Linked DNA regions of Mus musculus: regions 1 and 2 are each linked to region 3. A link is a contact called in public HiChIP or PLAC-seq data. All regions are on one chromosome and are shown on one strand. Each heading gives the region's core, a stretch centred on a gene start, on an enhancer-like site or on the middle of the called end of the contact. The rest is flanking DNA. Distances are from core to core; before and after follow the strand shown.

Region 1 (4,101 bases), core at 605-3,104, 130 kb before region 3:
GCTACACATACACACAAACCCTTTTTTCTAGTGGCAGAAATCAAATGAGGAGGCTTGTCCATGGTAGGCTAGTGCTCTTCTGCTGAGCTGTAGCCTCAGCCTCTCCTCACCAACCTGCTTCCTTGGTTTGCCTGGGTTTTCCTTTTGTTTGGTTTTATCTTGAGATAACTTTCACTCTTTAGCCCAGGCTGTACTTTAATTCATGGTGATCCTCCTGTCTCATCTTCCTAAGTGCTGGGATTACAAATATGTGTCCCACCTACCTCCCCAACTGTTTTGGATTGGTGGATTTTTGGGTTTCTTGAGACAGATTCTCGGACTTAGCATCCCAGGCTGGCCTGGGACCTGTAGATGCTCTCCCACTTGAGTTTAGTGCTCTGTTTACAAATGTGAGACCCAGCCCCACTCTCCCTGATGGCAGTACTCACAATGTTGATGCTGATGCTGAAACTCAGTCTGGGCTCACAGGAGGCCAGCAGCATAGAGACATCCAGGAGGCCAGCTGCAGAGGCATTTATTATTGTAATTATTATTATTAGTAGTAGTATTGTAATCATTATTATTCTCTCATTCAATGACCCCAACTGTAGTTTTCCCTCCTTCTACTCCTCCTGATCCCCGACCTCTTCTCTCTGACAGAGGCATCCTTTAAATACACTGTGGTTGTGGTAAATCCCAAGTGGTTTGTCTTGATGCTCCATTCTGAGAGGTGTCAAGGTGCAGTGGAATGAGCCCATGAGCAGGAACCATGAGAACTGAGTTCCAGAACCATGGAACTCATCACTCTCACGATGAGTGAAACACACCCTAGTCAGAAGGGAGTTACAACTCTGTTAAAGCTTGCTACTGTACACTTCTTTAGTAAACACACACTGAATTTCACTTACGATGCTCAAGTTCATTTAGCAAAGCTACCTGATGACAGAATCAGAGTAAAGGGGGAAAAGAAAAGAATTCTATGGAATGACCTGTCTTAGGGACTTTTTTAAAAATTATTCTGTTATTGAGATAAGGCTCCATGACCAAGGCAACTTAAAAGAAGAAAGAGTTTTCATGAGGCTTACAGTTTCAGAAGAGTTAGAATCCATAACCATCAAAGTAGAGAGCATGGTTGAGAGTAGGCAGGCTTGGCACTGGAGTGGAGCTGAGAGCTTATATCTTGAGGCACTATGGCAAAGCAGATCAAGAGACACTGAAAATAGTGTGAGCTTTGGAAACATTGTCACGGCCACTGACACACCTCCTCCAACAAGGCCACACCTCCTAATCCTTTCCAAACAGTTCCAGCTACTGGGCGTCTGCATTTAGTCTAGGCTCTGCCCCACAGTTACCTAGCATCAGTCAGGTGTGCCTGACTCACTATAAAAGAGGCTGCTTGCCCTATTCTCTCTTGTTTTCTTGCTTTGTCCTCTTGCTCCTTACTCTCTCTCTCTCTCTCTCTCCCCCTATTCCTCCCCCCCTCCCCCCTCTCTCCACATGCTCATGGCTAGCCTCTCTCTCTCTCTCTCTCTCTCTCTCTCTCTCTCTCTCTCTCTCTCTCTCTCTCTCTCCCTTTCTCTGTCTCTACTACCCCCTCTACTCACCTCCCCATATTCTAAATAAATTCTATTCTACACTATACCATTGTGCGGCTGATTCCCCAGGAGGAAGGAATGCTTCGGCATGGGCCCACAGAGGCACCCCCTTTCCCCCATACCACACTTGGCTTCCACTAAACATCCCTGTTTTCTCTTACCTTTTTATAAAACACAACACTGGGGACCAAGTATTTAAATTTAGGAGCCCATGAGGCCCATTCTCATTCAAACCACCACAGAACTTGTTCACTGTCTGAGTATGGGGACTAGGTAGTGACTGGGTAAGATCTCTAAGGAAACACTGCGGCCAAGGGTAATCTGTTGAGTGCTTCTATTTACTGAGTGCTCTACTAAAAGCACTTTGCATTTAAAATACTTCATTCAGCCTTCAAAATGCACAAGTGATAGACATTCTGTTGCTGATTACGCTGGGATTCATAGATTTTAAGTCATTTGCCTGCATACATGCTGCTAGTGAGCAGACAAGTGAGATTTGCCCTGCAACAACTTAGTCTTATCCACTAGGATGGCTTTGTTGGTCTTACTCTAAATAGATGAGTTAGAAGTCAAATTTTATAACTTACAGGGAACTTATTATTTGAGAGATAGAAGAACTATGAATGGTGCACATCTTTAATCCCAGCACCAAGGAGGCAGAGGCTGGCAGATTTCTGAGGGGGGCAGGTAAGAGTAGCAGGACTGGAGATATGGCTCAGCAGTTAAGAGCACAGTCTACTCTTCCAAAGGACCTGGGTTCAATTCCCAACACCCACATAGCAGCTCACAACTGTATATGACTCCAGTTCCTGGGTACCCAACACCCTTATGCAGACATACATATTCAGGCAAAACACCAATACACACAATTTTTTTTTTTTAATTAAAGTTAAAAAAAAAAAAAAAGACAAGCTGAGGGCTGGTGAGACGACGGCTCAGTCTTTACGGATGCTTGTAGGCAAGCCCAACAAGTTGACTTTTCTGGGATCCATATGATGGAAGGACAGAACAAACTTCTGCAAACTGTCCTCTGATCTCCACACGTGGCACACACATACATGCACACTCTTAACAAATCAAACAAGCAAATGTTTTTAAAGAAAATTTAAAGATAAGTAGAACCGGGCATGGTACCACATGCCCATAGTCTTAGTACTTAGGAGACCGAAGCAGAAGGGCTTTTGAGTTTAAAACCAATTGAGCTACATAGTGATATTTGATTCAAACAAATAAATACATGGCAAGGGCTGAGGATACAGCTGAACTGGTAGACTATCTGCTTAGCATGCAGATAGCCCTAGGTTCAAACCCAAGCACAGCATAGAACCAGGTGTGGTAGCACTTGTCTAAAGTCTTCATGTGCAGGATATGGAGGCTCAGGATCAAGCAGAGGAAGGTGGTGTGTGTGTGTGTGTGTGTGTGTGTGTGTGTGTGTGTGAGCGCGCGTGTGTGTGTGTGTGTGTGTGTGTGCATCAAGTTTCTAAGAAATCAGCTGGATCCTTACCTTACACAAGCCAGTTTCTTAAAGCTGGTGTACACTAATTGGAGATCCTGGCTGTGTCCCTCACCTACATGGTCCAGCAAATTCCCTTCCCCCTTCCCCTAGAAAGCCTACAAACAGAAAAGGCACCAAAAGCCCAGTCCTGCATTCCTGACATTCCTGACAACTGTCCCAACCTCATGAAGTCACCAGCCACCCAAGGCTCCCCAACACACACACACACACACACACACACACACACACACACACACACACACACACACACACATTCTGTGGCAAATGCATCCTTTTCTTTCACCTGCAGTCTATAAAAAACTTCCACGATATCGTCTGCCTGCGACTTTTTCCAGTATTTCCCCCTGAGACTGGTGAACTCACCCAAGAGCCCATTTCCCAAATAAACTTGCCTTTTCTACTTTTAATTAGGCTGAATTGGCTCCCCCCCTACCCCTCTATGGGGAAAGCCTGTCACACACCTTGAGAAAGCAAGCACAGGCCAAAGCAGACACATCCCTTTCACAGTTCTCCTGTGTTACAAAGGAAAGATTTTCCAAGTCTCAGAGTGGTACAATAACCTGTGGTGCAAAAACCTTCAGAGCATCTCACAGGGACGCAGTTTGTAAAGCCGCCTTAAATGGAGACATGTTAGCAGCCAATAAAGCCTACATATGGAGTCATGTCCCTGTTGGATTTATACTGCTGTCGTGGGGAAAACATGGTATTAAAGCAGGATATTTTGACCATATTGGTTTCCTCTGAAACGAGATATATTCTAGACTATGATGCTAGGAATAACAGTATTGTTGGTTTAATAGGCATGAGTTCTTGTAGTCCTTTGTAAGAAGCCAGCAAATGTCACTTTTTCCTTGGGTTCTGCAGACCTTTGTAATAAATTATTGAACCTATGAAAGGAGTTGTGTAAACAGCCTCAATTTACAACCAGCTGGTCTCTAGAAGCTCCGGGGTTTGGGCACTGGGGGGTGGGAGGCAGTCTTCTGAGACTGAACTTTTAGTTACCCATTGCCA
Region 2 (3,842 bases), core at 1,106-3,605, 200 kb before region 3:
CCAGCCACTTTGCTGAAGTTGTTTATCAGCTGTAGGAGTTCTCTAGTAGATTTTTTGGGGGTCATTTATGCATACTATCATATCATCTGCAAATAGTGATATTTTGACTTCCTCTTTTCTAATTTGTATCCCTTTTATCTCCTTTTGTTACCTAATTGCTCTGGCTAGGACTTCAAGTACTATATTGAATAGATAGGGGGAGAGTGGGCAGCTTTGTCTTGTCCCTGATTTTAGTGGGATTGCTTCAAGTTTCTCTCCATTTAGTTTGATGTTGGCTATTGGCTTGCTGTATATTGCTTTCATTATATTTAGATATAGACCTTGAATTCCTAGTCTCTCCTATTCTCTTTATACTTTTAGCATGAATGGGGTATTGTATTTTGTCAAAGGCTTTTTCAGCATCTAATGAGATGATCATGTGGGTTTTTTTTTCCTTTGAGTTTGTTTATACAGTGAATTGTGTTGATGGATTTCCATATATTGAACCATCCCTGTATCCCTGGGATGAAGCCTACTTGACCATGGTGAACGATGGTTCTAATGTGTTCTTGGATTCTGTTTGCAAGAATTTTATTGAGTATACACGGTGGAAATTGGTCTGAAGTTCTTTCTCTTTCTTTGTTGAGTCTTTGTGTGGCTTAGGTATTAGTGTAACTGTGGCTTCATAGAATGTATTAGGTAGTGTTCCTTCTGTTTCTATTTTATGAAATACTTTGAGAAGTTTTGGTATTAGATCTTCTTTGAAGGTCTGATAGATTTCTGCACTACAATCATTTATTTGGTCCTGGGGATTTTTTGATTGGGAGACTTTTAATGACTGTTTTTAGTTCCTTAGGGGTTATGGGACTATGTACTCACTGATAAATTGATATTAGCCCAAAAGAAGCTCAGAATACCCACAATACAATCCAAAGACCATAAGAAACCCAAGAAGAAAAAAGATCATACCAAAGTGTAGATGCTACAGTCCTACTCAGTAGAGGGAAGAGAATAATCTCTGGGAAGTAGAGGAAGAGAGGAGGGGGAGGGAAAAGGGGGGGCAATTCAGATTTGGGAGGAGACAGGAGAAAAGTACAGAGGGCCAGGAATTTGAAAGTAGGTGTGTAGCAGTGTGGGAGGGGGAATTGGGGATAGCCACTAGAAAGTCCCAGATGCCAGGGACCCAAGAGGTTCCCAGGACCCAACAGGGGACTTTAGCAGAAATACCCAACAAAGGGGAAATAGAACTTGAAGAGACCATATCTAGTGGATAGGCACAGCACCCAATTGAGGGATTGGACTACCCACCTCAAAAATATTAATCCGGAATTCCTCCTGTCAAAAGGAAATGCAGGGACAAAGAGTGGAGCAGAAACTGAAGGAATGGTCATCCAGAGACTGCCCCACCTAGGGATCCATCCTATCTGCTGACACCAAATCCAGACACTATTGCTGATAGCAAGAAGTGCTTACTGACAGGAACCCAGTATAGCTGTCCCCTAAGAGGCTCCGCCAGAGCTGGGCCAATATAGATGCGGATATACACAGCCAAACATTGGCCTGAGCATGGAGACCCCAATGGGGAAGTTAGAGCAAGGACTGTAGGAGCTGAAGGGGTTTGCAACCCCAAAGGAAGAACAACAATATCAACCAACCAGACCCCTTAAATCTCCCAAGGACTAAACCACCAACCAAAGAGTACACAGGGGGTACCCATGGCTCCAGCTGGATATGTAGCAGAGAACTGCTTTATCTGGCATCACTTGGAGGGGAGCCCCTTTGTCCTGTGGAGACTTGATGGCCCAGAATAGGGAAACACTGGGCTGCTGAGGCAGGAGTGGTTGGGCGGGTGGGGGAGCACCCTCATAGAGGCAGAGGGAGGAAGGAAGGTATAGGGGGCTTGTGGAGGGAAAACTGGGAAGGGGGATACATTTGAGATGTAAATAAATAAAATAACCAATAAAAAGGGGGGGGGGAGAAATGACCAGTGCATAGAGACAGGAATGATGTATTTTAACTAATTCTGTAGTTAGCCACTAAGATGTGGAGCAAGGTGTAGGAAGAAAACAACTAATAAAGTGAGAAGATAGGCAGAAGCAGGAGTAACTCCCAACTCAGGCTGTGACTTCAGCATTTCACTTCTTTATTCTGTTACGTGTAAATAACGTAAGAAATTCAGTCAACTTCCAGTTTATATTTTAGACCAGTCTTGACCTGTGATTTGGAAACAAAGCTTTCAAGCCAGAACTCCAGTGATTGCAGAAGGCAGAGTATCAGCCACTGTAGGTGTTTGTGTAGTTTCAAATCTTGCACCAGTTTACTACATGGTAGAGAGAGCCAGAGCCTGCGTTCTTCCTGCCATTTATTCAGAATGAGTAATGACCATCTGTTGGGCCCTTGGGAGGACCCAGCTTCATCAGTCTGACTGCCTTGGTTTGCATGACAAAGAATTCCCCGGAAATTCAAAACCATTGAGAGCAGCTCTCCAGCTGGTAAAGTAATCTACAAACAACTGTCAGATCGTCCCTCTCCAAAACAATACTGCTTATGAAATACAAGCATCGTGAAGTTGGAAAACTGTCTCTTGAGCTGGGGATGTACTCAGGTGAGAGATGGTGTGTGGAGCATGCACAAAGGACAGGTCCCAGCCACAGTACTCCATAACCCACGTGCTGGTGTACACCTGTTAGCTCAGCACTTCAGAAGTGCCAGCAACGAGGTCAGAACTTCAAGGTCATCACCAGTGAAGTAAGGGGTTTAAAGGACACCAAGGGCTACACAGAAACTCTGTCTAAAAACTGAACAAAGAGAAAAGCACAAACTTCAATCAGACTTAAGATTTTTATCTTGAGACAGGGTCTTATGTGGCCAACTGTTTTAATGTTTTATTTAAAACTTTCCTAACAGGAATCCACTCTAGAGAGAAAGACAGAACACAACAAACATTGCAAACATCTGTCTAATTTGGGAATCTTAAGCCAGTTTACTGCCTGGCAGGGAGAATCTGAAAGAAATAGAGTTCTGTGCTCGCTTTTCCAGAATGTTCTAGTTTGAAATGCGAAGTGTAAAGAGTTAATAATATTCTGCCTTCATAACTCATTATCACCCCATATCCATGAAAGACTGGCTTTTCTTCTGTTTATTACAATGTTTTTTTCAGCTTTAGAACCAAACTCAATTTCCATTCATCTCTTTCCTTCCATCGTAGTGTGTTTGATAAATGTCCCTGAATGTGTTTTTATGAATGACTAGTCCCCTCCTTTCTTATGAGTTATTTTGCTATTATTGTCTTTGGAGACAGTAAACTCAAAATCTTCTGCACTTGGAAAAAATAAGCAATCCATATGGTATTGTGGAGAATTTGTGCAGGAAGAAAGAGGCATCAAGAATAACACATGAGGAGCAGAGAAAGAGAGAGGGGGTGGCGTAAAGGTACTTGCTGTCAAGCTCTGTGGTCAATACCAGGGAAACCACCACAGAAGGACCTTCACACACATGTTGTGGCATACATGTATGTGCACACATACATATACACAATTATTATTATTATTATTGTTCATTCATTCATTTATTCATTCAATTTTAAGACCCACTAGCATATGAAACTGGGTTTAGTAGTCTGCACTACTAAACCCTGTAATCCCTGCACTCAGGAGGCAGAGGCAGATGGATCTCTATGAGTTCGAGACCAGTCTGGTCTAAAATATGAATTCCAGGACAGCCAGGGCTGTTACATGGAGAAACCTCTCAGAAAAACATTTTTTTTTTAAAAAAGAGAGATTAACATATGAAAGAAACCAATGCTAACCAAAGAAAGACTGGAAACCCCTCCCACAAGGTAACTGTCACAAAGCAGAGCATCT
Region 3 (3,569 bases), core at 370-2,869:
GTAGAGGCAGAGAAAGGCAGAGAAGGAGAGAGAGTAGAGCAGTAGAAGCTGGCCATGAGCACGTGGAGAGAGAGGGGAGATGAGAATGGGGAAGGGGGAAGGAGTAAAAGGACAGAGAGGGCAAGAGCAAGAGAGAGAGGAGGGACAAACAGCCCCTTTTATAGTGAGTCAGGTAACTGTGGGGCAGAGCATACCTGGCTATTGCCAGGTAACTTGGGGTTGAACTTAGACAAAATGCTAACACTAACAAGTCCAATTTGAAGGCTCTGTCCAATTATACCTCTGAAAGGTTCTCTTTCTGGTGTGTAGACCTCCCACAGGCCACATGTAGCCTTTCCTTGATGTTGTCAAGTTTGCTGAGAGGAGGAAAGCTCTATCTGTCTTCCTCTTTTGAAGGCATGGATCTAATGGAATTGAGCTTGACATACATATAGTAAGAAACACATAATTTGTTTTGTCTGTTAAGGGCCAACTAACTCCATTTTTCCTCCTTTTTTAGTGAAACATAGTGTTAGAATTTGCTTTAAGCCCGGCGTGGTGGCACATGCCTTTAATCCCAGCACTCCGGAGGCAGAGGCAGGCGGATTTCTGAGTTCGAGGCCAGCCTGGTCTACAAAGTGAGCTCCAGGACAGCCAGGGCTATACAGAGAAACCCTGTCTTGAAAAAAAAAAAAAAAAAAAAAAAAATTTGCTTTATTTCTATGTAGTTCCCTGTGGTGTTTCTTCTGTAATCATGTCCAAGCTTGTGGTTTTTTTTTTTTTTTTTTTTTTTTTTTTTGGTTTCCGAGTCAGGGTTTCTCTGTGTAGCCCTGGCTGTCCTGGAACTCACTTTGTAGACCATGCTGGCCTCGAACTCAGAAATCCGCCTCCCGAGTGCTGGGATTAAAGGCCAAGCCTGGTTTTTTGTTTGTTTTTGTTGGTTTTGTTCGTTTGGTGTGCTTTTTACTTGTTCTTCCTTTATAATCTTGTGATTTACATGTCCTAAGTTGTTTCTGTTGTTTTATTATATGTTACAAGAACTGGCTGACCATAACACCATAACATATATCTTTTCCCATAATCATAAAAATAGCTAACTAATTTACTAACTGCAAAAATTCTGCTTTTGCGCCGGGCGGTGGTGGCACATGCCTTTAATCCCAGCACTTGGGAGGCAGAGGCAGGCAGATTTCTGAGTTCAAGGCCAGCCTGGTCTACAGAGTGAGTTCCAGGACAGCCAGGGCTATACAGAGAAACCCTGCCTCGAAAATCAAAAAAAATAAAAATAAAAAAATGCTGCTTTTGCAATCAAAGGTCAGACAGAGCCTGACTATAAAAGGTTCCCTTGCTTTTTAGTCAGGGCTACTTCTCACTCCTACTTCCAGTGAGATTGCAAGTTTAGTCTAGCCATAAAAAAAATTTCACATTGAAACATTCCTGTGTTTGCTCCTGGTTTTTCTCATCACAATGTTGTCTTAGTTATTTTTATATTGCTGTAATAAAAGGCCATGATCCAAGTAACTTGGGGAAGAAAAAGAAGTCAGGGTAGGAACTCAAGGCAGGAGAGTGGAGGCAGTGAATGAAGCAGAGGCCAGAGGCCATGGAGGAAGGCTGCTTACCGGCCTGCTCAGCTTCCTTTCTTACACAACCCAGGCCCATCTGCCAAGGACCATTCCCTCTCACATCAATCATTAAACAATGAAATGCCCATACACTTGCCTACAAGATGAAGGTATTTTCTCAATTGAGGTTCTCCCTTCCCCGAAGACTCTAGTTCTAACAAATTGACATAAAATAATTAACCAGGACTTGTGTTTGTCCCAGTTCCTGACACCCTTGTAAGGTCCTGAATGACAGAGATAAAGGGAGAATATTTTATTCTAATATACCTTTGGCTTTGGTGGCTTTCAGAGACGCTGCATCAGAATCCTTGGAATTTCCTGAGTGATAGATGAGTACTGAGAGCCTTCTGTTATTCATATTGAGCTTCTTCCTCCATGCATAGGTGAGAGTCACCTAGGGCTCTTTCAAGGTAAACACCTAGTAGGGGAATTGGTACTTTCCCCGCCCCACCACCTCTGTTAAGGGACAGGGGCCAGAAATGGATTCAGCCTGGACAAAGATTTAATCACCTGTGTAATGAAGCCTCCATAAAAACCTATAACTGATAAGGTTTGGAGAGCTTCCGGGGTGGCAACAAAACAAAACAAGTATTGGGGGAACAGTGCCCCCTGTGCAACCACACCTCCCATGATCGCCTGACCTCCCTGAGATTTCATCTTTGTAATGCATCATAAATGAATGAAGCAGTGTGTTCTGGAGGTTTAGCTACCTGCTCTAGCATGGAAAAGGATGGTGGGTGAATAAAGAAAAAAGAAATAAAAAGGAAAGGAAATGTCATGGCTGCTCCTAGCTGTGGTGAAGAAGAAACTTTATTGTGAATAATATTGTGTTGTAAATATATTCTTAAGGTCTACGATGGTTAGATAGGACTGGACTACAAAACATCCAATCCTGCTGGCTATAGTGGCTCATGCCTTTAATCCTAGAGCTTGGGAGACAGAGATAGGCAGATCTCCATGAGTTCAAGGCCTGCCTGGATGACACAACAGCCAGAGCTACATAGTGAGACCCTGTCGTTCTAGGGAGTGCTATCAATCTCTTTACCTCCTCGTTCTTCTAGTTCCTGGATGCGTTTTTTCCCTTCCTTCCTTCCTTCTTTCCTCCCTCCCTCCCTTCTTTTCTTTCTTTCTTTCTTTCTTTCTTTCTTTCTTTCTTTCTTTCTTTCTTTCTTTCTTTCTTTCTGTTGTTTGTTCGTTTTTGGTTTAGTTGTTTAGTTGTTTGTTTTGAGACAGGGTTTTGAGGGACCCTAAGGGCTTTTCCAGTCCCAAACCCTCCTTACAGCTTCCCCCTCCTGCCTCCGGTCAAGGCTAGGCCAAGTTCTATTCTCCATTAACAGGAACAAACTTGAGTAAAAAATAATTAGAATGTACTGACTGATACCCTCTGGAAAGTCCCAGGTATAGTTCAAATGAGTGTCGTGCTTGCTAGCCAATAGATTTAAAGGTTGATATGCCTAGCCAATAAGTTTGAACTATAACCTTGCTGATGTAACCTGTGCCCCTAAAAAGTATAAAAACTGTTTGTAGTAGCCATTCAGGGTTGCCTTCTCGTCATTCTCCCAGAAGGACTGATTGAGGGTTGACCCCCCCCCCCCCAACTCAGGAAAATAAACCTCTTGCTTTTGCATTGATCTGCATCTTGGTGTCTCACTCAAGGGCATCTCGAAGTAAGTACCACTGACAGAGGGTTGGGGTCTGACAGTTTCTTTATGTAGCCCTGGCTGTCCTAGAACTCACTTTGAAGGCCAGGTTGGTCTTGAACTCACAGACATCTGCCTGCCTCTGCCTCCCTCTTTCTGGGATTAAATTCAGGTACCACAACCATCTGGCTGCTTGTTTGTTTGTTTGTTTGTTTGTTTGTTTTTTGTGAGACAGCTCAATAGTTAAAAGCACTAGCTGTTCTTCTAGAAAACTTTGAGTTCAATTCTTAGCACTCACAACTATCTATAATTCAAGTTCCAGGGAATT

The links. HiChIP or PLAC-seq counts read pairs in DNA pulled down with a chosen protein or histone mark.
Region 1: a contact with region 3 is called in an H3K27ac HiChIP or PLAC-seq map of embryonic stem cells, with 9 read pairs. The contact joins two enhancer-like sites. A contact is called at or near these places in 2 of 39 promoter capture datasets (3T3-L1-derived adipocytes and the C10 cell line), 8 of 484 Hi-C or Micro-C datasets (the C10 cell line, CD4 T cells, CD8 T cells and 5 more), 9 of 115 datasets of contacts at active chromatin or transcription factors (T-cell acute lymphoblastic leukemia, bone marrow-derived macrophages, embryonic stem cells and 3 more) and 3 of 9 other capture datasets (adipose tissue, liver and pancreatic islet).
Region 2: a contact with region 3 is called in an H3K27ac HiChIP or PLAC-seq map of embryonic stem cells, with 7 read pairs. The contact joins two enhancer-like sites. A contact is called at or near these places in 4 of 39 promoter capture datasets (the 3T3-L1 cell line, 3T3-L1-derived adipocytes and hippocampal neurons), 2 of 484 Hi-C or Micro-C datasets (cortical neurons and nephron progenitors) and 6 of 115 datasets of contacts at active chromatin or transcription factors (bone marrow-derived macrophages, embryonic stem cells and stem cell-derived neural progenitor cells).

Annotation. Positions count from the first base shown.
Region 1 is chr6:37,727,492-37,731,592 of GRCm38.p6, forward strand. The region is part of intron 3 of Gm38791 (a long non-coding RNA gene); the gene reads left to right. Among named protein-coding and RNA genes, the nearest start is that of Gm38791, 15 kb to the left of the region's middle. Within about 2 kb of position 1,855, at least 31 of the 459 cell types and tissues checked have an H3K27ac peak or open chromatin away from gene starts, as enhancers often do. A contact at or near this core is called in embryonic stem cells, where this site is marked.
Region 2 is chr6:37,655,841-37,659,682 of GRCm38.p6, forward strand. No RefSeq gene overlaps it. Among named protein-coding and RNA genes, the nearest start is that of Gm38791, 57 kb to the right of the region's middle. Within about 2 kb of position 2,356, at least 27 of the 459 cell types and tissues checked have an H3K27ac peak or open chromatin away from gene starts, as enhancers often do. A contact at or near this core is called in embryonic stem cells, where this site is marked.
Region 3 is chr6:37,855,777-37,859,345 of GRCm38.p6, forward strand. No RefSeq gene overlaps it. Among named protein-coding and RNA genes, the nearest start is that of Trim24, 13 kb to the right of the region's middle. Within about 2 kb of position 1,620, at least 13 of the 459 cell types and tissues checked have an H3K27ac peak or open chromatin away from gene starts, as enhancers often do. A contact at or near this core is called in embryonic stem cells, where this site is marked.